Linked DNA regions of Mus musculus: all the other regions are linked to region 2. Evidence: chromatin contacts called from public Hi-C and promoter capture Hi-C data. All regions are on one chromosome and are shown on one strand. The core of a region is the stretch at or near the end of the contact, and the rest is flanking DNA. Distances in the headings are between cores, read along the strand shown.

Region 1 (3,624 bases), core at 903-3,402, 330 kb before region 2:
ATGCCTGGCTTGGGCGCAGAACTTCTGCTCGGAGCAAAGCCTCTGCTCTGGTAAAGAGTTTCAAATGGAGCCGCTCAGAAGTGGCGGTGGGTGCTGGGATCTTGCACCACAACGTGTAGGACCTGCTAGAGTGTTCCCGAGGGGATATGAGCCCGCCAATCGCTATGGCGATGATGATAGTCTGAGAGCTGATAGTCTGGTAACATACTTTCTTTTCTTTTCTTTCTTTCTTTTTTTTTTTTTTTTCGAGACAGGGTTTCTCTGTGTAGCCCTGGCTCTCCTGGAACTCACTCTGTAGACCAGGCTGGCCTCGAACTCAGAAATCCGCCTGCCTCTGCCTCCCAAGTGCTGGGATTAAAGGCGTGCGCCACCAACGCCCGGCTCTCCTTTTCTTTTCTTTTCTCTTCTTCTCTTTTCTCTTCTCTTCTTTTCTTTTCTTTTCTTTTCTTTTCTTTTCTTTTCTTTTCTTTTCTCTTCTCTTCTCTTCTCTTCTCTTCTTTCCTTTTCCTTTTCCTTTTTCTTTCTTTCTTTCTTTTTTTTTTTTTTTTTTTGGTTTTTCGAGACAGGGTTTCTCTGTGTAGCCCTGGCTGTCCTGGAACTCACTCTGTAGACCAGGCTGGCTTCGAATTCAGAAATCCACCTGCCTCTGCCTGGAATTAAAGGCGTATGCCACCACTGCCTGGCCCAATGCATATAACTAGTGTCCAAAAGTTTTAGTCCACCTCACTGAATAATAATTCCCACTTGTCCTAGAAGAGTTTAAGTTAGCAATCTCTGTAGTCCACGTTCAATGCAATCTAATCTTTGCAACAGCAGTGTGTCCTAGGAGCAGTTTCTTCAAGACAGGCCACACGTGTTTGTTCCTTTTGGAATAGAAACAATTTCTCAACACTGTGGAATAAGATAGTATTGTCCATACCTAGAAACACTGACAAGTTATTGGTATGCATACGCCTCTCCTGAAGTTATCTTAGAGTGTGAGTCTCAAGTTTCTCTGGCCATTTCGATCCAACAGCCCGGGTGTGGGAAGCAGGCACAGCAGGCTGACACAGCTGCTGTGGCCACGCTGACTGTGTCTGGCTGGGGGCCATTTGAGTCTGCATCTGGAGATGCAGAGCATTGTGGAGAAATTTTTCTCTGCAGAAAAGTTTCCAAGTGGATAACTACCAGCTTTCCCTTTGGTGACTCCCCTCCCACTCCATCCCGCCCTCATCCCATCCCCCACCCCAGGATCTGAGAACAGATCCCAGGACCTTTTGCTTGCTAAGAAAGCACTCTACCTCTGAGCTAAGTCTCCAACCCTGCCCTTTGGCAACTTTTCCCACTTTCTACCTTAGGTGTCCTCATCTCTGTCAAACTGTAAGAAAACTTTTGTAATGGGTTTGAAGATACAGGGTAAGGCTAGTGGCTATAACCAGTTTATCCTTATACCCAGAAACAGGCCGGGCTTGTTAATTTTTTTATTTGTTTTATGTATGTGTGGTTTGCCTGTGTGTATGTCTAGTCTGTGTCCCACGAGCATGCAGTGCCCACAGGGGTCTGTGGTATCAGAAGCCCTGGAACTAGAGTTACGGGCAGTTGTGAGCCATGATGTGGGAGTGGAGACTTGAACCTGGGTCTTCTAGAAGCACAGCAGTGCTGTCAAATGTTGAGCCCCTGCTTCCAGTTTATTTTTTATGCACAATGGAAAACAGACAATAATTTCTATCTCTTTATGGCACTAAAGGACACATGGATTATATTATTGACTAAAGTTAATCTTCATAAGCGACTCCTCTGTCGAACGCCATACAATTGTATGAGAAATGCTGTGTCTGGATGCAGAGATTTATTTATTTATTTGGGGTTTTTGTTAGTTTTTCAAGACAGGGTTCCTCTGTGTAGCCCTTACTGTCCTGGAACTTGCTTCATAGTCCATGGTAGTCTTGAACTCACAGAGATCTGCCTGCTTCTGCCTCCTGAGTGCTGGGATTAAAGGTGCACACCACCAGGCCAGCCAGAGTTTTATTTTTAATAGATAAGCTCTAAAGTACACACTTTCCTTCTCCTTTCCATCCTCTGTAACTGCAGTTCCTCTTTGTCTTAGTTAGGGTTCTGTTGCTGTGGTGAAATACTATGACCAAAAACAAGTTGGGGAGGGAAGGGTGTATTTGGCTTGCACTTTCATTTGTGGTCCATTACTGAAAGGAAGTCAGGGCAGGAACTCAAACTAGGCAGGGACCTGGAAGCAGAAGCTGATGTGGAGGTAATGGAGGGCTGTTTACTGGTTTGATCATCATGGCTTGCTCAGTCTGCTCTCTTATTATAGATGGGAGGAGGGTGGCCCCACCCACAATGGTCTGGGTCCTCCCCTATCAATCACTAATTAAGAAAGTATGCTTGCTGGGCAGTGGTGGCATACGCCTTTAATCCCAGCACTTGGGAGGCAGAGGCAGGCAGATTTCTGAGTTTGAGGCCAGCCTGGTCTACAGAGTGAGTTCCAGGAGAGCCAGGGCTGCACAGAGAAACCCTGTCTAGAAAAACAAAAAGAAAGAAAGAAAGAAAGAAAGAAAGAAAGAAAGAAAGAAAGAAAGAAAGAAAGAAAGAAAGAGTGTTACAGTCCCATACCGAGGCAGTTTCTCAGTTGAGGTTCCCTCTCTTCCGATTACTCTAGCTTGTGTCGAGTTGACATAACAATAGGCAACAAAGAATTCTTTTCTTAATTCCTTTGAGCCAGGTGAGAACGGCTCCCATAAGCTTATATTTTTGTACACTTGGTTCCCCAGTAGGTGGAAGAGTTTGGGAAGGATTGGTGTGGCATTGTTGGAGCAGGTATGTCATTGGGGCGGTGCCTGGAGTAGTGAGTTTTGAGGTTTTAAAATCCCATGTTATTCCCCATTAGCCCCTCTACCTCTCTCCGTCTGCCTCAGGCTTTGTGGATAAAGATGTGAGCTCTCAGGACCTGCTCCAATGCCTTGGCTGCCTTGCTGCCGCCATCTTCCCTAACGTGGTAGTCATGGACTGCCCAGCTTTTCTGTGGGCTCTGGGGACCCAAACTCTGGTCCTCACACCTGCACAGCAAGTGGCTTCCCTACACAGTCACTTCCTGGTCCACCAAAGGAGACTTGGCCTTACTTCCATCTTCTTGCCTACAGAGCTTCCTCCTTCCTTTTGACTGCCTCTCAGGATGTCACAGTTTCGTAACACATGGTTTCAACAGTGTCCTCCTACTATGGGTATTTTGACTGACTCCAAACTGTGGCAATTATAAACAGTGCTACCATAAACAAACATGTACATATGTCAACCTAACCTTGGGTGTGTCGTCTTTTTTATTTATTTTTCTTTCAGGACAGAACCTCAGACCTCCTGTATAGGAGGAAAGTACTCTATCACTTAGCTACATCCCAGACCTTGAGAGTATATTTGAAATAAACTTGTAGAAGTGGACTTTGTTTTCTTGTATAAAGGGGTATATGTGCTTAAAATTTCTTTCCAAGATTTTTGTTTGTTAGTTTTGTTGAGTTTTTTGTTTGTTTGTTTTTTGTTTTTTTGAGACAGGGTTTCTCTGTATAGCCCTGACTGTCCTGGAACTCACTTTGTAGACCAGGCTGGCCTCGAACTCAGAAATCCTCCTGCCTCTGC
Region 2 (3,592 bases), core at 1,087-3,586:
AGCTCCAGCAAACTCCAGGAAGAATGCATGGAACGTAAGCCATGGGTCCCCTAACAGGTTTGGAATAAAAGGTTCATGGTCTGTGTCACAGTAACAGAATTGCCACAACAGTCTCATCAAGTTGAGTAAAGCTTTTAATAAAACAGTCCTGTTCTTTATCAACACCTGCAGATTCTTTGTTAAAGCAGTAGCAAAGGCGACTGTAGCAAGAGCTCAGAAGACAAGGCAATATTGGAAAGTTGTTTTTTGAACAGGTTAAAAATATAAATGTAGAAGATCTGTTTATATATTTTTCTTTCAGAAATAACCCCCCTTCCCAACCAGGTGAAAGGAAATATTGCACTTTCTGCTCTCGTGACTAAGGTGACACGGGTTCCAGAAGAACCTTTCAAGATTATCAGGAACAGTGGGTGGGGTAAGGGCCATTGACCTAACCAGACAGGAAGGAGCAGCCGGGTGCAGAGCCTCCTCAGCCCTGAGCCCAACCGGAGCTCCCCGCCCCCAGCACAGGCAGCTTCGTTCCGCCTCGGCTGGCATCCTGCTCACAGTGGCCATGGCCTCTCTAGGGGTGAAGGGCTGAGCTGGAACAAAGGCTCTGGAAAGGCTGCTCCAGTACTATGCCTAAGACTCCTGCTTTGGGGAAGCTACAGGCTCACTGAGGAGTAGGAATAGCCACCCTCAGAGCTCACATCCACACAGGAAGGCTGGAGGAAATCTGAAACCTAAAGTCTATGGAATGTGCGCTTCAATAATTGGGAACACCAGGACTTGGTCATTTGTCCTTTCCCAAAGCTTTTCACTGCTTCCAAAAAAATCCCCCTTCCTATGTGGACCACTGTGGAGCCAGAGGTCGCTCAGGGGTTGTCCACCACTTGGTGGGGCAGTGTAACAGAGGAGCCATTGGGGAAGGCAGCTGGCCTGTCCCGCCCCTTCAAGAAAAAGGTCAGAAGCTCCCCTTTGCCTTTCACAAAGATGGGACCTCGCCTCACAAAGCGGAAGCCGTACTCTCGAAGGATGACCTGCGTCTCTTCTACCACCTGTACATGGAGAACAGAGACAAAGTTAGAGAAGAGGAAGCCAAGATGGTGGGGTAGAAGCTCAGTAGCAGTATGTAGATACAGCCCCACATAAGGGAGACCCACAGGCAGTCACTTAAGCAGCAGACTACCATTTCATGGCACTGATACAGGTTCAAGACAGTTTAGTTGTTAACTCTACCGAACGGAGGCCGTTTCCACCCAAACCTGAATCTTAAATGTTTTGAGTGAATCAAAGCCTTAGAGGCCTCAGTCCATGTTTCCTTGGCCCTGTGGCACTGCCAACACTGACCTAATGCCCACAGGCAGGAGCCAGTAATATATGGCAAAGCACCAGGCTTCTACTTGTGTTGGACTCCCTGCATTCAAACCAACATGCTCAGTTCTAGTACTGAACATACCTGGATGTTGCCCATGACTCCTGTGGATTCCATCCTGCTGGCCACATTGACCGTATTGCCCCAGATGTCATAGTGTGGTTTCCGGGCTCCAATGACGCCAGCCAGAACCCCTCCTTTGTTCATGCCTAGAGTAGAGGAATGGAGCATGGCCACAAGCCAAGCTTGCATTAGCTTTCCACAAACTACCAATTTCTCTCTCACAGACGATCATCTAACCCCCGCCCACAAGGCTGCTAATAGGAACACCTGTGTCCCTTGGTAAAAATTCCTTCACAACTGTCTCTCAGGACTATAGTGGCCAGCTTCAATGTAACCTTCCTAATACTTCAAACTCCTGTAAATTTGCCCAGTAGTGAGGCCACTCCTCATATGAGTAGCTGGCACAAACCTTGGGGGAGGCAGGTGCGGAAGGGAGTCTGAACTGCCATTGGGAACAGTAGGGATGGGTTTATCTTTGTACTACTCCATTACTGTACATTCTACACATGAACAATCTCCAAGAGGGCAGAACTAAAGGTCCTCTGGCTCCCCTACCAATCTGCCTTTGCTTTTTAAGCCTCTGTTCTGCTGAGGCCCCCAGTGCTAGTGGTGCCTTTACCTATGCGCAACATGAAGTTGTTGAATGACTGGTTGTTGATGTTTGTGAGCGTGTCCTTCATGGCTAATGCAAAGTCAGCCAGGTCAGCCAGGTGCTGCCAGCGCTCCTTGTCTGACTTCTCCTCCTGTGTGAAAGCATGTTGACACTGTCAGAACCAACAGGCCACGACCATAACAACTAGGCAAGTGGCAAGTACGGACGCAAGGTGGCAGGCTGCTAAGGAGGGCCAGCATGTCACCACTGCAGAATTCCCTCCCACATCTGTTTAGGGGAAGGAGGCCCTGTCTCAGCTGCATCCTGTGTGCCACGTGACTGGTCACAAGGCAGAGCTCTCGTTGCTCTGTTTGAGTCTGGTCCTGCGTGGTTCCTCAAGGCTGTAAGCACTTAGTGAACACCTTCCGCTTGCTTGACTCAGCCTCAGTTCAGGAAGTTCCCATGTAAAGGAAGACTAGATGATGCTTCAAGAACCGTGCTTGCTCGTGATTCTCCATCAGGGAATCACACAGCAGGCTCCATGGGTCCACCCGAGCTCAGCAAAAAGACCAGGCAGCAGCAGCAGGGAGACTCCACCGATCCAGAACTGATACAGTTCTTAAACCCTGGGGGCATGGCCCATCGGAATGAGCCCTTTGCACAAGAATCTTCATTAACTTCATCTGATTCTCATTTCCCATGGTCTGCGGGCACGGGCTGCCTCTCTAGTTACTGGGTTACCTTGCTGGAGCTTGTAAAGCCATTGGTGTTGACATCTGGTGTGACTCCTGAAGCTGCCATATAGGTGCTGCCAATAGTTTTGATCTTGGTGATGACCCGGAATTTGGGATTGTCCAGGAGCTGAGGACAGAATTAGAACAACTAAGGAAGAGGAGCGAATGCACTATCAAGTTTGCCCGTTTCTAAGGCCCAACAATGTATCTGAGAGACACTCTCCTATACTGCCTTTGTTCATTCCCTGCTACCTGGGCATGTGAGCCTCAGCCTCAGTTACCATAAACTTAAGTTAAATGGCTAGTTTCCTTAGGTGGTGGAAGTCCTAAGAAAAAGTATGTAGTCAATGTTTAATAGGGGCTTGAGGTAGGAGAGAGGACAATCCTTAGCCCCATGAACTTGCCAGGGTCACCCCAGGATTCTGCCTCAGCCCTCAGACTCGTGAGTTCTAGATGGCCGCAGAAGCCCAGTTACTGTAAAAGACTCACGTGGGAAATGTATAGAACTTGTCTGAGATGTGATACAAAAGGAGCTAGCTCTGACAGGAGGACACTCACAGAGTCAAAATCAGAGATGATCTCATTGAGGAAGCGTAGACACTCGATGCCGCCGTTGTTGATGCTCTCCTCAGTGTAGAAGTCAGCAAAGTTGGGCAAGGAGGCAAACATGACTCCAATCTCGTCATAAGACTGGCTGTACAGCTCCTAAAAAGAGGCAAGGTCAGCCTGGGATACTGCTGTGCAAACGGGAGGACCAGGGTTGAGTGCATGGGGAGTAGAAGCCAGCTGGCTAGTCACACTAACAGAGAGCCACAGGTTCTGCAAGAGACACTCCTTCCACATATTGGG
Region 3 (3,553 bases), core at 964-3,463, 270 kb before region 2:
GTGGCAAACACCTATATTTATGCAACTTGGGAGGCAGAGGCAGGAAGACTCAGACTTGGAGACCAATCTGTGTTATGTAGCAAGGTACTGAACAAATAAACAAACAAATAAGTATAAAACAAACAAAAAATCTCAGTACTGAGTAGTCTGAGAATGTTTTAAGATGTATATTTAAATTTTTAATTTATTTTATGAGTATGGGTGCTTTGCCTGCATCTGTGCCTGTGCACCACATCTGTGCCTGATGCCCAGGGAGGCCAGAGAGTATGTCATATATGCTGGGAATGGAGTTATAAACAGCTGTCAGCCATCATGTGGGTGCTGGGAATTGAACCTGGGTCCTTTGGAAGAGCAACCAGTGCTCTTAACCACTGAGTCATCTCTGCAGCCTGAGAATGGCTTAAAGTTAAGACAGAAACTAATAGTTAAAGCTATGGATACAAACCAAATCAACTTATATGAGAGAAGAGGAAGGAAAGACAATTAAACATACCCCCACGCCTCCCAAACACACAAAGGAAAAGACAAGAAAAGTGTTAGTGAAACAAAGTTCAGAGAACAGGTAGAAAGAATGAGGCACAAAACAGGAAGAGGGGAGAGTAAGAAAGGAGGGGCTAGAAACATCCAGTTAGAAAAACCAAGATAAAGTTGATGTGCCCACCACAGTTACACATCAGCAGTTCCTGAAGTCTAGTAGAGACAGGAGGACTGCCTATACTTGGCTCATTTGTAAGCACCAGAGGGCCGGACAATGCACTTTGCACAGGGTAGATGGTATTAGACCAGGAAACAGACTCCACAGGAGTAAACTAAGTAGAGATAGAGACCTTCAAGCACTTCAGCTATTAATAAGGCTGTGGATTGTGCAGGTGGTACTGTAAAGAAGGTGAGGACAGGAGCTAATCAAATGCACTAGGGTACTGACTTTGATAAGAATCAACGGAATGAACACAGGGATGGAAGGATGACTGCATAAAGGAAGGCTGAGTATGGTCTGCTGGCTGCTTTATAACTATGACCAAGACAGGAAGATGAAGGCAGCACAGGGCACTCAGCAGTAGTAGGGTGAAGGTACCTGCTTTGTGAAAGAAGTCACAGGCTGTCTCAGAGAGGGCCAGCGAGATGTCAGGTTTGACTTAGGGAAGGGACATGGAGGACTTAAGGATTTTCACAGGCTGCTTTGGGGCATCCAATGCAGGATGGGAAACAGCAGAAAACAGCATCACAAGTCAGCTAAATGAGGACAAGAACTCAGGGAAACAAAGATGACCGCACAGCACTTCCACGGCCAGAGAGAACAGTGAGTGGTACATTGCAGGTCTTGGGATAAGAGCTGCTTTCCAGATAAAGTGATCAAGGCTCAAGGAGCTGTCCTGTGGCTGCTTGATTCCTCCGGTGACAAGGAACACTACTTTTGAAAGTAGCATTTCCATTATAGAAGAAAAAAAAGGAGGTTAAAAAAAAAAAAGATGTGGGTCCCCCCTAGAGGGAAAAGATCTGTGAATGACAGACATTTTAGTCAATTCATGCAATTGTAGAGCCAGACACTGTCAGTCAGATCTTTTCATCTGCAAAAAGAAAGGGGGCAGATGATCTTTCTTTTCCGTTGTCTAATAGTCTGTGAAATCATCTAGGCAAACCACCTCTCAAATCTTACAGAACACAACACCAACAACAAAAACGAGGCCCGAGGGATGTCTCTTACTCAAAGTAAAACAACTCGCGAGTGGAAACAGGCCCAGGTCAGATTCCTCTGGGATCCCCAGGGCCTTCAGGTTGCTCCCCAACTTTCCCTAAACTATAAAGAACATCTAGAGGCCATAGGTCCCACAGCCCGCTCAGGGACGCTAAGGGACACTCTGGGGTTCGAGGCTTCCTGGCAGCAGAGAGAACTGCCCCGTGGGGAGGGTCCGTGCGGAAAGAGTTCGGGCCTCCTTTCTCACACTTCCTTAAGACTTCGGGCCCCGGCGTGCCTGCGGCCGGCAGAGGGCGCGGGGCGGCTTCACGCTGCGCGGGGCTGGAGGGGTCGCGCTGCCCGGGGCGCGCCGTCGGAGCCAGAGGGCAGCGGGGCTCTGGGCCTGTCCGCGGAGGGGGCAGGGGTGAGGGCGGAGCCGCGAGTGGGTGGGGCGGGGCTCGAGGGCGGGGCGCTGCGGGCGGGGCACGGGGGCGGGGCCGCGAGCGGGGGGGCGGCGGCGGCGGTGGCAGCGGCGGCAGCGGCGGCGGCGGCGGCGGCGGCAGCCGTGGAGGAGGAGAACATGGCGGCCGCGGAGAGCGGCTGAAATGCCTGTTCTTCAGGCCGGGCGAGCGGGAGACTGACGCGATTCACCTCGTCCTGTCGTCCGTCGGTCGGAGCGCGGCCTCAAGCCCTTCGGCTGCAGTTCGCTGCTGTTCCCTCAAGCACAGCTTGTGCCGGGGTGGTTCTGCATCCCCCTGAAGTGGGGGGACTCCTGCTCCGGAGGAGGGGGGCCGGAGAGCCGAGGCGGCGGCGGCGGCGGCGGGCCGCCTGGGCCCCGGGGACGGGCGCCGGGCCGGAGGAGCGGCGGAGTCCGCGGCGGCGCCGCCACAGTCGCGAGTGAGCGCGGCGCCGGGGAGCGCGGCCCAGAGGCGGCGGCGGCGGAGGCAGGTGAGTGGCGGCGGCGGTGGCGGCGGTGGCGGCGGTGGCGGCGGGAGCCTCGCGGTGGGTGCAGCTGTCACGAGCCGCGCGGCCGCGGCGGCCCTAGGGGGCGGGGAGCAGCCGGCGCCCTCCGTCCTGGCTTTGCTTGCTCTGGGACCCATCTCCCGCTGCCACTTTTCTCGAGTTCCCTCGCTAGCCTGGCGCGGCTGCAGGGGGCGGAGGTCGCAGCTGTCACGGCACCAGCTGGGGGCTGCTCGGGGCGAGCGGCGCGCTGCAGAGCGCCGTCCCTGCGGCGCACTCCAGTTGCCCTAGTTAGTGGAGTGCGAGCATCCGCGGAGGGCGCGCGGCCCGGGGCCGGGTGGGGAGCGGGCGCCCGGAGCCGCCGCCGAAAGGGGGAGCCGGAAGTAGGCGCGGGCGCCCCTCGGCCCCGACGAGCAAGCACGGTGACCTTGGCCAGCCTGTCAGCCTCTCTGAATCTTGTTCACTGGGACAGCGAAATGGGGGCGACCTAGGCATGCCTTTCTGTGGGTGCAGCTTTCGACGGCCCCTTTGCCTAGCCTGGCTGCACTTGCCTTTCTCCCTTTGGGACCAGGATTTCGGAGGTAGGAATGGGCGGATAAAGGAGATTTTCCTCTTGCGGCTGGAATTTGGTCCCTTTGGAAGGTTCTGCTGAAAGGACCTAGAAAGACAAGCAGCACACGTTGGTCCAACGATTGTAGGTAGGGCTGGTTAATGGTCAGTGATGGAACTTGAGCTCTCCATAGTCGCTTGGAAGAGACTCGGAGAAACTGGACACCGGGGTCCTCGGTCCTTACCACACCTCTGCGGTGGCTCGTTTAATTTTATTTGTATATACATTAAAACAAAACAAAACAAAACAAAAAGCAGTCACTCCCATGGGCCAGACACCCTGTAGTGTGACGTTGTTAGAGGAAGACG

What was found. Promoter capture Hi-C pulls out the DNA fragments that hold promoters and counts their contacts. Hi-C and Micro-C count contacts between places; a contact is called where the count stands out from the background.
Region 1: a Hi-C map of bone marrow-derived macrophages shows a contact between it and region 2, with 17 read pairs. The contact joins two enhancer-like sites. A contact is called at or near these places in 2 of 15 datasets of contacts at CTCF or cohesin (large pre-B cells and pro-B cells), 14 of 484 Hi-C or Micro-C datasets (the Ba/F3 cell line, the C10 cell line, the G1E-ER4 cell line and 10 more), 5 of 115 datasets of contacts at active chromatin or transcription factors (bone marrow-derived dendritic cells, embryonic basal ganglia, embryonic stem cells and 2 more) and 1 of 9 other capture datasets (adipose tissue).
Region 3: a contact with region 2 is called in a promoter capture Hi-C map of the HPC-7 cell line, with 4 times the contacts expected there. The contact joins the promoter of Ncoa1 here to the enhancer-like site in region 2. A contact is called at or near these places in 16 of 39 promoter capture datasets (the 3T3-L1 cell line, 3T3-L1-derived adipocytes, the C10 cell line and 11 more), 3 of 484 Hi-C or Micro-C datasets (CD4 T cells, myeloid progenitors and pancreatic cancer cells), 2 of 115 datasets of contacts at active chromatin or transcription factors (embryonic stem cells and memory CD8 T cells) and 1 of 9 other capture datasets (adipose tissue).

What each region holds. Positions count from the first base shown.
Region 1 is chr12:4,544,134-4,547,757 of GRCm38.p6, reverse strand. No RefSeq gene overlaps it. Among named protein-coding and RNA genes, the nearest start is that of Gm31938, 22 kb to the right of the region's middle. Within about 2 kb of position 2,152, at least 52 of the 459 cell types and tissues checked have an H3K27ac peak or open chromatin away from gene starts, as enhancers often do. A contact at or near this core is called in bone marrow-derived macrophages, where this site is marked.
Region 2 is chr12:4,210,050-4,213,641 of GRCm38.p6, reverse strand. Adcy3 (adenylate cyclase 3) reads right to left here. Exons shown (of 21, transcript NM_138305.3): 17 at 3,302-3,448; 18 at 2,751-2,870; 19 at 2,037-2,160; 20 at 1,439-1,563; 21 at 118-1,037. The coding sequence ends at 855. It overlaps Cenpo (centromere protein O), which reads left to right. Exons shown (of 7, transcript NM_134046.6): 7 at 1-162. Among named protein-coding and RNA genes, the nearest start is that of Cenpo, 22 kb to the left of the region's middle. Within about 2 kb of position 2,336, at least 36 of the 459 cell types and tissues checked have an H3K27ac peak or open chromatin away from gene starts, as enhancers often do. A contact at or near this core is called in the HPC-7 cell line and bone marrow-derived macrophages, where this site is marked.
Region 3 is chr12:4,475,842-4,479,394 of GRCm38.p6, reverse strand. It overlaps Ncoa1 (nuclear receptor coactivator 1), which reads left to right and starts at 2,213. Exons shown (of 23, transcript NM_010881.2): 1 at 2,213-2,623.